3 separate regions of the Hordeum vulgare genome follow, and all the other regions are linked to region 1. The links are chromatin contacts, called in public Hi-C maps. All regions are on one chromosome and are shown on one strand. Each heading gives the region's core, a stretch centred on a gene start, on an enhancer-like site or on the middle of the called end of the contact. The rest is flanking DNA. Distances are from core to core; before and after follow the strand shown. Region 1 holds the start of LOC123426519 (exocyst complex component EXO70B1-like). Region 2 holds the start of LOC123426518 (SWI/SNF complex component SNF12 homolog). Region 3 holds the start of LOC123427882 (transcription factor PCF6-like).

The links. Hi-C and Micro-C count contacts between places; a contact is called where the count stands out from the background.
Region 2: a contact with region 1 is called in a Hi-C map of leaf, with 5 times the contacts expected there. The contact joins the promoter of LOC123426518 here to the promoter of LOC123426519 in region 1. A contact is called at or near these places in 3 of 6 Hi-C or Micro-C datasets (leaf and seedling) and 1 of 1 datasets of contacts at active chromatin or transcription factors (embryo).
Region 3: a contact with region 1 is called in a Hi-C map of leaf, with 4 times the contacts expected there. The contact joins the promoter of LOC123427882 here to the promoter of LOC123426519 in region 1. A contact is called at or near these places in 2 of 6 Hi-C or Micro-C datasets (leaf and seedling) and 1 of 1 datasets of contacts at active chromatin or transcription factors (embryo).

What each region holds. Positions count from the first base shown.
Region 1 is chr2H:428,050,290-428,053,653 of MorexV3_pseudomolecules_assembly, forward strand. LOC123426519 (exocyst complex component EXO70B1-like) reads left to right here and starts at 1,609. Exons shown (of 1, transcript XM_045110359.1): 1 at 1,609-3,364. The coding sequence starts at 1,926.
Region 2 is chr2H:427,823,673-427,827,036 of MorexV3_pseudomolecules_assembly, forward strand. It overlaps LOC123426518 (SWI/SNF complex component SNF12 homolog), which reads left to right and starts at 1,740. Exons shown (of 2, transcript XM_045110358.1): 1 at 1,740-3,361. The coding sequence starts at 1,866.
Region 3 is chr2H:428,197,806-428,201,169 of MorexV3_pseudomolecules_assembly, forward strand. LOC123427882 (transcription factor PCF6-like) reads right to left here and starts at 1,878. Exons shown (of 1, transcript XM_045112021.1): 1 at 640-1,878. The coding sequence starts at 1,878. The coding sequence ends at 1,198.

The DNA.
Region 1 (3,364 bases), core at 359-2,858:
GTTGAAAAATTTGGTGGAGCTTAGAAAGGGATGAAACAACTTATGCGCAAGGTTTGAGGCCAAGATTTGAGTTAGAAAAGGCATATAATTTTTTTGCAAGTGTGTTGCGGATAATTCCAAGTCAATGGAATATATATTTTTTCTTCCTAAAATATTGGGAGGATATTTTATAAGTTATAAAGAGAAATCATCATATGAATTTCCCTCGATTTAAATGGATCAAAGATCAATACCATAAATTTATTTGAGTTGCAAAAGTTTAATGACATGATGACATAATGACATGATGAATGCTATAAATAAATAAATCATACGTCGACAACGAAATAAAGATGAAATCTTCTGAAACGTCTGTTCCGAGCTGTTACACAAAAGGTGAAATGTATCAATGACTTGTTATTATACATGAGATACTACTGTCAGTAGCATAGTTTGAGAAACTGTCGGCTTGTCACCACGGATGCGTGCATTTTGTTGTTGTTGCGAATAATCAGTTGTTAACATTATACAGATGACATTACATAGTGTCATCCCGGGCATAGATGAGATTTCTCGACGTTCCTTTTACTATACTACTCCCTCTGTCTCATAATATATTAGTTTTTTTAACACTGTTGTAGTGTCAAAACACTAGTATATCAAAAACGCTTTTATATTATATTACGAAAGTAGTGATAGTGATCTAAATGCTTTTATATTAGTTTACAGAGGAAGTACTATGTACTGTTGGCAAGTGCAAGATCTGAAACGAAATCCACTAACGAAAACCAGTCTCTGTAGCTAGAAGAAATGCTTGAGCGTGTAGCAGAGGTGTGACGCCAGCTCATCGAATAATTGAGTGATGCCGTATTCTTATCCAATGACACGAGCGTAGCCTTTTGGTTTGCAGTGCGTGAAGCGTCCCGCCGAAAGCCCGAGGGGTAATCATGGTAGGACAGGCAACCCATGACACGATCGTTACACACACACACACACACACGGATAAACCTGCTTGCTTCAAGCATTCATAGTGACAGTGAGTCGTACATATGCATACGATAGTTCCACAATGTTTGGAGAGACGTTTTTGAACATCCATGCTAAGCGATGCCATTTTACCCTGAGTGACGCGAATGTCATGTTTCCCAAGACTTATCCTAAGCTTTTTACAAGAAGATTTCAGGAAGCCGTACGTGTGTGATCAAAGTTTTCGATGGATATTTTTGTAGAGACTCTGCAGTTCCCTTGAGAGCATGGAAATGGTGATGACGACGGGGATCTAATACGAGGAGGAGAGCCGTCGAGATCTATGTACGCAACAAAAGATGACAGCGACCACTAAGAAGATATACTCCTACATAATCGTGCAGTGCATTGCAGTTCCAACGGGGGTTAGATTTCGACAGATGCGAGGCCAAGCCAAACCGATGTGTAATGGTGGTGAATTGCGCGGTTTCTTGTTAGGAGAGGAGAGAAGAAAAACATGTCATGATCAAGCTCAGATGCTACTTGTGGCAATAGTAAGAGCGAAAGATGAAACACGTGAGTGGTGCGATGCGAGGAAGAGAAAGAGGTGGGGATGGGGTCGTCAAGTTGGACTTTTAGATTCAGAGGTGGGAGATGCTACAAAGTACAAAGATGAGCTGCGCACCGTGAATCGCCAGCCAGCCAGCGTCGCCACCAAACGGCAAACGGGCCGGCAAAGTGGTGCCATTTGCTTCCCTCCTCCCGCGTCTCCTCTCCCTCTCCTCTATCCGTCCGCCCCTTCGCTGGCACCGGCACAGATATCTGTATCCCCTTTACTAGTACTTCCACTGGCAGGAGTAGGAGCGCTCTGTTTACCGCGGCCATCAGCCTCCTAGCCGTGACGTAACTGTATCAGCCTCCCGAGTATCGTGTCAGCAGGCCGCCGCCGGGCCGGATCAAACCCTAGCGGGCCGCCGGCGATGTCGGCGATGTCGGCGCCCCCGCCGCCGCCGGAGGAGGAGGAGGAGGAGGCCGTGCCCTTGGCGGGCGTCGGTGCCGTCGCCGTCGCTGGCAACGACAGGGTCCTCGCCGCGGCGCACCACATCGTCAAGTCGCTCGCCACCTCCAAGAACGCCGCCGACGACATGATCCGCATCCTCTCGGGCTTCGACTACCGCTTCTCCACCATCACCTCCGACCACTTCCCCTCGCCCTCGCCCTCGCCCTCCAACTCCCACTCCCACTCCGACCCCTCGGAGGCCCCCTCCCTGTCGGATTTCGACGACGCCGCGCAGCTCATCCACCTGTGGGACACCACCCCGGAGGCGCTCGTCTTCGAGGCCCCCGAGGACGACGCCGCGCACTATCTCGCGGCGGTCGACGTCGCCGTCGACCACCTCGCCGCCGGGGGGCCCGCCGCCGCCTCGGGCCGCGCGGGCGTCGCCGTGCAGCTCGCCATGGCGCGCCTCGAGGACGAGCTCCGCCACCTCATGCTCCGCCACGCCGTGCCGCTCGACGCCAGCGGCCTCTACTGCTCGCTCCGCCGCCTCTCGCTCGAGTCCATGGACGACCTCGACACCTCCTCCGAGTTCGATCCCGCCACCCCGCACAGCCAGGAGGGCGCGCCAGATACCGCCCGCAGCGCCAGTCTCGTGGGGAACCCCTTCGACGACCAGCTGTTCGACCTGGTGCGGCCTGACGCTGTTGATGAGCTGCGCGCCATTGCTGAGCGGATGGGGCGCGCTGGCTATGCAAGTGAGCTCGTGCAGGTTTACTGCGGCATCCGACGGGACCTGCTTGATGAATGCCTCACAGTTCTGGGCGTCGAGCGGCTCAGCATCGACGAGGTTCAGCGTGTGGAGTGGAAGCAGCTGAATGACAAGATGAAGAAATGGGTGCATGGCGTCAAGACTGTTGTCCGTTCCCTTCTGACAGGCGAGCGCCGGCTCTGCGATCAGGTGCTTGCAGTGTCCGATGAGCTGCGGGACGAGTGCTTTGTTGAATCCACCAAGGTTTGCATAATGCAGATTCTTAACTTTGGGGATGCTGTGGCTGTGTGCCCTCGTTCTCCTGAGAAGGTGTCCCGGATTCTTGATATGTATGAGGCACTTGCTGAGGTGATTCCTGAGCTCAAGGAACTGTACTATGGGACTCCTGGGGATGATGTGATCTGTGATTTGGAGGGGGTCCTTGGCAGGCTTGGGGATGCAGTCAAGGGTAACCTTCTTGAGTTTGGGAAAGTTCTACAGCAGGAGTCGTCAAGGAGGCCTATGATGGCTGGTGAGATCCACCCAATCACACGTTATGTGATGAACTACCTTCGGTTGTTGGTCGTTTACAGTGATACGCTTGACAAACTCTTGGATGAGGATGCTGCCAGAGATGTTGATCATAATGCTTCAAATGGAGGTGCTGATGA
Region 2 (3,364 bases), core at 490-2,989, 230 kb before region 1:
TCAAACTTCCAATGGCTATCTAGGTTACTCGACATTGTTAAAGAACATATTTCTTTGTCCGCTAAAGGGGGTAGAATAGAGCATGTTGGTTCAAGAGGTCTCTGAGTGCCAACTTATGTCGGACATTTGTGGAGCAATCGAGATCACAATGAAGTTAAACCACTAGGGAGCTAGACCATCATGATTGGTGAGCAAAGATAAAACACCAAGTTTTAGAGGGCAAAATACCATATTGTTTCAATCTCAGTCCCCTCGAATAATTTCTTCAAAAAATGACTGAAGGCTCGGGGTTGTGGCCTGTGCTGCCTTGCACATAACTCCATCACCGGGTTGAACCAATTGTTTTGCATCAGATAGTGTTGCCACTCCACCGAGCTTTCTGCGCTTAACCAAGATTTGAGTCCCTCTCTTCATGAGATTTGCACTCTTAGTAAATCAAATCTATGGTCATTAGAGTGGTTGGTTGCTCTAAACTTTAATACCCGAAAGTAGTGTCATATTTGATATAAGTGTATTATAAAAGAATGTGTACTAACTAAGATGGACAAAATAAGTTAAAATCCAAGAGTAGAGCGAGGCAATACTTAGCATTGTGAAAGAAGTGTTTCCTTCTTGGCTATTTTCCATTTAAGGATAAAACATTTTGTAATTAAAAGTAAGCTAAGCAAGGTTATCCAAGTCTAAAATCTAGAATTGAAACGCCTAGACTAGAGATTCAACATCGAGGGCATGAAATATCCATGAACAAATAGGAAGTACCAAGTAAGACACCACTCAACCTAACCCATTCATCTAATAACAATATTAAAAGTTATAATAAAGGCATTCATAAAAAAACACGAGTTCATCATAGTATATGTCTTTCCCTATTCATATGAGGTTTTAAGGTTCAAATTAATAATGCAAGTTCCACAAGAAAACCAACATTATGCTCTAAAGCTTCTCCCAATGGTCGACCTTGTACATGTGCTAAGATTGGCTAAAAACCTGATGTGACAAGCTAACTAAGAGGAGAGAGAGATGAGTGTGGTAACCTCAGCAAAAAACAATGCCAAACGCATGAACCTAGACAAAACACTTAAATGAAAGAAACCCAACAATACATGAAAGGCTTTAGTTGCTAAATCATTAAATGGAGGATGTTTAACAACAACAAGTTACACACCTATGCATTGGGGGCTTTAGTTGCTAAGTCCTTTAATGTGCTTATCACGTTATCTTACCACCGATGCATTGGAAGTATCCTAAGGCGTGAAAGGGGTGAGATTATTGCCATTGGATAATGCAAGATGCGAGAGGGGACACACTAATGCATGTGAAAGAAATCATCATCAATGTTGATGCGCCATGATGGATGGAACACATTCCCCATGCGAGCCCAAGGATATGAAACATGCAAATAACCTATATCATATGCATACCCTTTTAGCATGTTTGCGGTCAAAATGGAACACGTTATAAGTCGAGGGACTCAGTTACAACTCCTTGATAAGTTTGATGGCTATAAATACATTTCATGCTACTCCATCTGATCAAAATTAACTGTCGCTTCTTTTATAGTATACTAAAGCAACAACTATTCACGTCGATTGGAGGGAGTACTATTTTTTAATAGATATGCTACTATTTTGTTGTTGTTGTTGAGAAAATGCTATGTATTGGATTTGGTAGGCCCAACCAAACGAACCCTTAAAACAAGGTTAAAGCCTGCACAGATCAGTCCAGCCCATGAACAAGGCCCAAATATTAGTCCCACTGGAAACCTTGTCAGTCGTCTCGTCTCCAGCTTCTTCCTCTCCAAACCCTAGCTCCCAAATCGCCTTCCCACCGAGATCTGATCTTGACTTCCCCGCCCCACCGCCGTCATGGCCACCGGCGGCAACCCCAACCCCACCCCCGGTCAGCCACGCCCGCAGCAGCCGCCGCCGGGAAGCTCTCCAGCGACCCCGCACACCCACATGCGCCCCCCCACTCTCGGCGGTTCCCCCTTCCAGGGTCTTTTCCACACCCCGCCTAGCCACAATCCTGCTTTTCAGATTCACATGGGCGCATCCTCCTCCCCCCAGACCCCACTAATGGCCGCGGCTGCCGCGGCCGCGGCCTCTGCCGCCGCATCGGCTAAGCGCCCTCCTCAGAAGCCCCCTTCGCGTCCGCCGGCACCCACATCCAACGCCGCCGCAGCGTCCATGGCCGCCGCTTATAAGGCTGCTAACTCCGGCAGCGTCGACCTCACCCCTGCTGCTCGCCGCAACAAGAAGCGCAAACTCCCGGAGAAGCAGCTCCCGGACCGCGTCGCCGCGCTGTTACCGGAGTCCGCGCTCTACACGCAGCTCCTCGAGTTCGAGGCCCGCGTAGACGCAGCGCTCGCGCGCAAGAAGGTGGACATTCAGGAGGCGCTCAAGACACCACCGTCCCTCCAGCGCACGCTCCGCATCTACGTCTTCAACACCTTCGCCAACCAGGCGCCCCGCACCATCCCGCCGCCCAAGAATGGCGATCCGCCCACCTGGTCGCTCAAGATCATTGGCCGTGTGCTTGAAGACGGTGCGGAGCTGGACCCAGCCAGTGTCGTACCGAAGCACAACCCAGTGTATCCGAAATTCTCCTCGTTCTTTAAGAGGGTGACTATTGCTCTTGACTCCTCACTCTATCCAGAGAACCCACTGATCGTTTGGGAGAATGCACGGTCTGCTGCGCCTCAGGAAGGGTTTGAGGTGAAGAGGAAAGGGGATAAGGAGTTTCTTGCCAATATCCGTCTGGAGATGAATTATAATCCGGAGAAGTTCAAGCTGTCACAGCCACTGATGGAGGTGCTTGGGGTTGAGGTGGACACTCGCGCAAGGGTGATCGCAGCCCTTTGGCAGTACATCAAGGCAAAGAAGCTACAGAATCCAAGTGACCCTTCGTACTTTATGTGTGACCCCCAACTGAAGAAGGTATTTGGGGAGGATAAAATGAGGTTTGCTATGCTGTCGCAGAAGATATCGCAACATCTTGCTCCTCCACCGCCCATCAACTTGGAACATAAGATCAAGCTATCAGGGAATGGAGCAAACTCAAGTGCCTGTTATGATGTATTGGTAGATGTTCCTTTCCCACTGCAGAAGGAGATGACAGCATTTCTTGCCAATACTGAGAAGCACAAGGACATTGAGGCATGTGATGAGGTGATATCTGCTTCAATCAAGAAGATCCACGAGCATCGTAGGAGGAGGGCGTTCTTCCTTGGGTTCAGCCAGTCCCCAGTGGAGTTCATTAATGCGTTGATAGCATCCCAGAGTAAAGATTTGAAGCTTGTTGCTGGTGAAGCGAGTAGGAATATTGAAAGGGAAAGACGTGCGGACTTCTATAACCAGCCATGGTA
Region 3 (3,364 bases), core at 628-3,127, 150 kb after region 1:
ATTGCACTTGCCATATCGACGCCATGATATCTGCATTTGACTGCGCTCATGATGTGTTTTCTCGCTACACTTGTAATTCAATCATTGTGAGCATTAATGTGTCTTATGCTTTGAACCGAGTTGTCATGAAGTCTATGTGCAGGGGTGAGGCGTGGTCAGGCTGGTGGGCGTGCCGCACAAGGAGGCGGCGTTCAGTGTACACCCAATGAACTAGCTCAATGAGAAAAACCTCTCAACACTAACCAGTAGGCAGGAGTTTGTAGTTTTTTTTTTAGAAAAGGAGGAGTATCTCCGGCCTCTGCATCAGAACAGTCTATAGTTACTGTGTAAATGAACATTTTGCACAGCAATGATTTACCGTTTATCTGTTTTTTTGTTTGCATATCAGCTTCTCTGTTAACGTCAATATTTTCTACTTTTTGAACTTAATATCAGCGTCTCTATTGCAGATTGCAAATCAGTTTTGATCCTGTCATCTTTTTCCTTGTATAAAGGCATTCTCTTACTCACCAGTTGTAAAAGTAGTAGATATTTCAAGTCTAAATTTACGGGCATGAAAAAAACTAGCCACCCATGTACAGATTCAGTAGGCCTAAAGACAAAGAGGATCTTACCATGCAAGATTTTGAGAGAAAAAAATAGCAGCCTCCTGCAAATGGCCTTTGGTCTATTATAATGAACATCTTATAATACAAATGCACAGAAACCAAAATCCTTTATATACACTACAACTGCAGTAAAATAATTATACATAGTAAACTTTAAAATATGATGCCTATACATCATTGCATCAATACTTAAAATTCAGTATTAGAAAAGACAGGGCGCCGCACGCTATCGATTATCTAGTATGGATGGTTATTCTGCGGCGTCCAGCGGCGTCCAACGGACAGGCAATGTCGGAATAAGGTGCGCCGTGATTCCTGCTGCGGCAGGTTGCTCCCGCGGTGCAATCGGAGAACGTTGTCCACGCCGACATCAGAAAGGTTGCTGCCGCCGACGTCGGTGGCGGTGGCCTGAAGAAGAAGCCGGAATTCCGTCGCCTGGACAGGCTCTGCGTGACAGGCCGTGATTCGGAGAACAGACTGGACCACGCGCCGCTGGCGAAGACGGCCGGTTTCGCGTGTGCAGGGATTTTAAATGGCATCATCAGGTCGCCGTCCTGGACGGCCATGGCCACCATGGAGCCGGCGGATGTCATCTTCGGTGACGGCGACCAGATTGATCCGGCCATCGAGGGATACCACCAGGTATCTGCGCCGGGAAGCGGTGAAATCTGCGCCGGTGATCAAGAAGCCGATCCGAGCTCCTGTCCAGATTATTTCGCTGCCAGGACTGCCTGTGCTGAGCCGCGGGGGCAATGGCCGCGCCGGCCGTCCCCGCCCCGGTGAGCAGCTCGGTGAAGGACCCGGCCTGCGTGGAGGGGTTGCTGGCGACGGTGACCTCCTTGTCCCGGGAGGAGCCGCCGCCGACGCGGCAGTCGGAGCGCGAGAGCGAGAGGTCGGACCCCTTGCTGGTCTCCGACGTGCTGCTGCACAGGGACCTGCTGCCCTGCTGCTGGTGCTGCTTGCCGGCGCGGGGCGCGGCCTGGTGGTCGGCCGGGTCGAGGGAGGGGGGCTCGTCGATGGCGGGGGAGGCGGCGTTGATGAGCCACTCGATGGCCTTGCTGGGGTGGTCGAAGCCGAGGCGGTCCTGCAGGTCGTAGAACTGGATGGCCGTGGGCACCGAGAGCCGCACCCGCCGGTCGCGGATGCCCTTGGACGTGTACACCTTGCTGTGCCGGTCCTTGCCCCCCGACGCCCTCACGCGGCAGATCCGCGACGCCGACGCCTGCAGCAGAGTCCCTGCTGCTGCAGACCACCATGGCGCCAGCGGATGTCAGCTTCGATGAAGGCGACCAGACTGATCCGGGCCGGGAAGCGGTGAAATCTGCGCCGGTGATCAAGAAACCGATCCGAACTCCTCTCCAGATTCTTCTGCTGAGCTGGCACCTTCGTCACCCACCAAGGCGAACTCCTCTCCAGATCCGAACTCGTCCGTATCCATCCACGATGCCGTGAACCACGAACACATCCTGACCAATCAGATGGCAAGCGACAGCGACAAGGATTCCCCGACTTCTCCGAATCCGTCTGTGGAAAGGAGCCCACCATCGCACATATATAAAGCCTTGCGATGCCTCCTTGCCTCCCATGGAGCCATCGTTCGCCACTGCCGTGGCTGATATCGACCTACATAGTCTCGGAGAGAGGATGGCCACGGAGATGGATGAGCAGGCCATAAGATCGGAGGTGATGAGGCAATTCCACGCTCATCGACACCAAGAACATAGGCCGCGGCGGCCGCTCGTGCACCGGAGAGCCGCGGCAAATGCGGCGCCCGTGAAATTCTCCCTCCGCCTCTCCAACGAGGAGGCAATGGAGGACGTGGCGGCGGTCTCCGTCCCCAAGGATGTCAAACCAGAGACGAGGGCGCCGGCGAGGCACCGCAACAGAAAGCGGCGTCGAGGAGGCCGATGGCACCAATTGCAAATTGCCGACGAAGTAAGAGAGCCGTCGGCTGCTGGTGGAAGTGACGAGACGTGCTTGCCAACCTCTGAATCATCGATCGTTTGGTCAGACTATGTGACATCGAATGCTTCCAGTCACATTCACAAGCTCTGATCGATCGATGCATAGGTTCAGGGGTTCCATCTTCTCTTGTACCAACAAATGTGAATTTTCCTGCACATGCATGTGGTTCGCGGCTATGTGTTGTTCAATATGTTGAAAAGATTTTTTTTTTTTGTTGTTGACAATTTGAATAGATTTTTCTTAATTTGATTCCTTTGTAATATATAGAAGAAATCGTTATATTAGAGTAAAGCCTCGCCTAAAAGAACGTGATGTTTTTGCACCGAGCTCAAATGAGCTTAGGTGAATAATAAATTCAAAAAATATTGTAGAAATGATAAAAAAATCTGAATTTATTTTTGGGCAAACTTTGACAAATGTTCCAAGTGCTCATAGAATTTCATCATGAAATCACATTTTTGAAAGTTGTGGCAAACAAAACAAAATCGAAACAATGAAAATGCTACTTTCAAAAGCTTTTTGGGGCACTAATTTTGTTTTTTGCCACGACTTCAAAAAAAGTGATTTCATACTAAAATTTTACAAGATATTAAAACATTTGTCAAAGTTTGCTGTAAAAACAATTCAGATTTTTTAAACACTAGTGGTAAACCCGTGCTGTGGTAGCTATTATTAAAAATTCTAGATATGGCCACTGTCATATTTGAAAGATCGTACTTTGAACTTATCCTTATCGACCTACTTTGCTTTCATATTTTACTTTTATTCTTAAGTACTTATATTAGCTATCT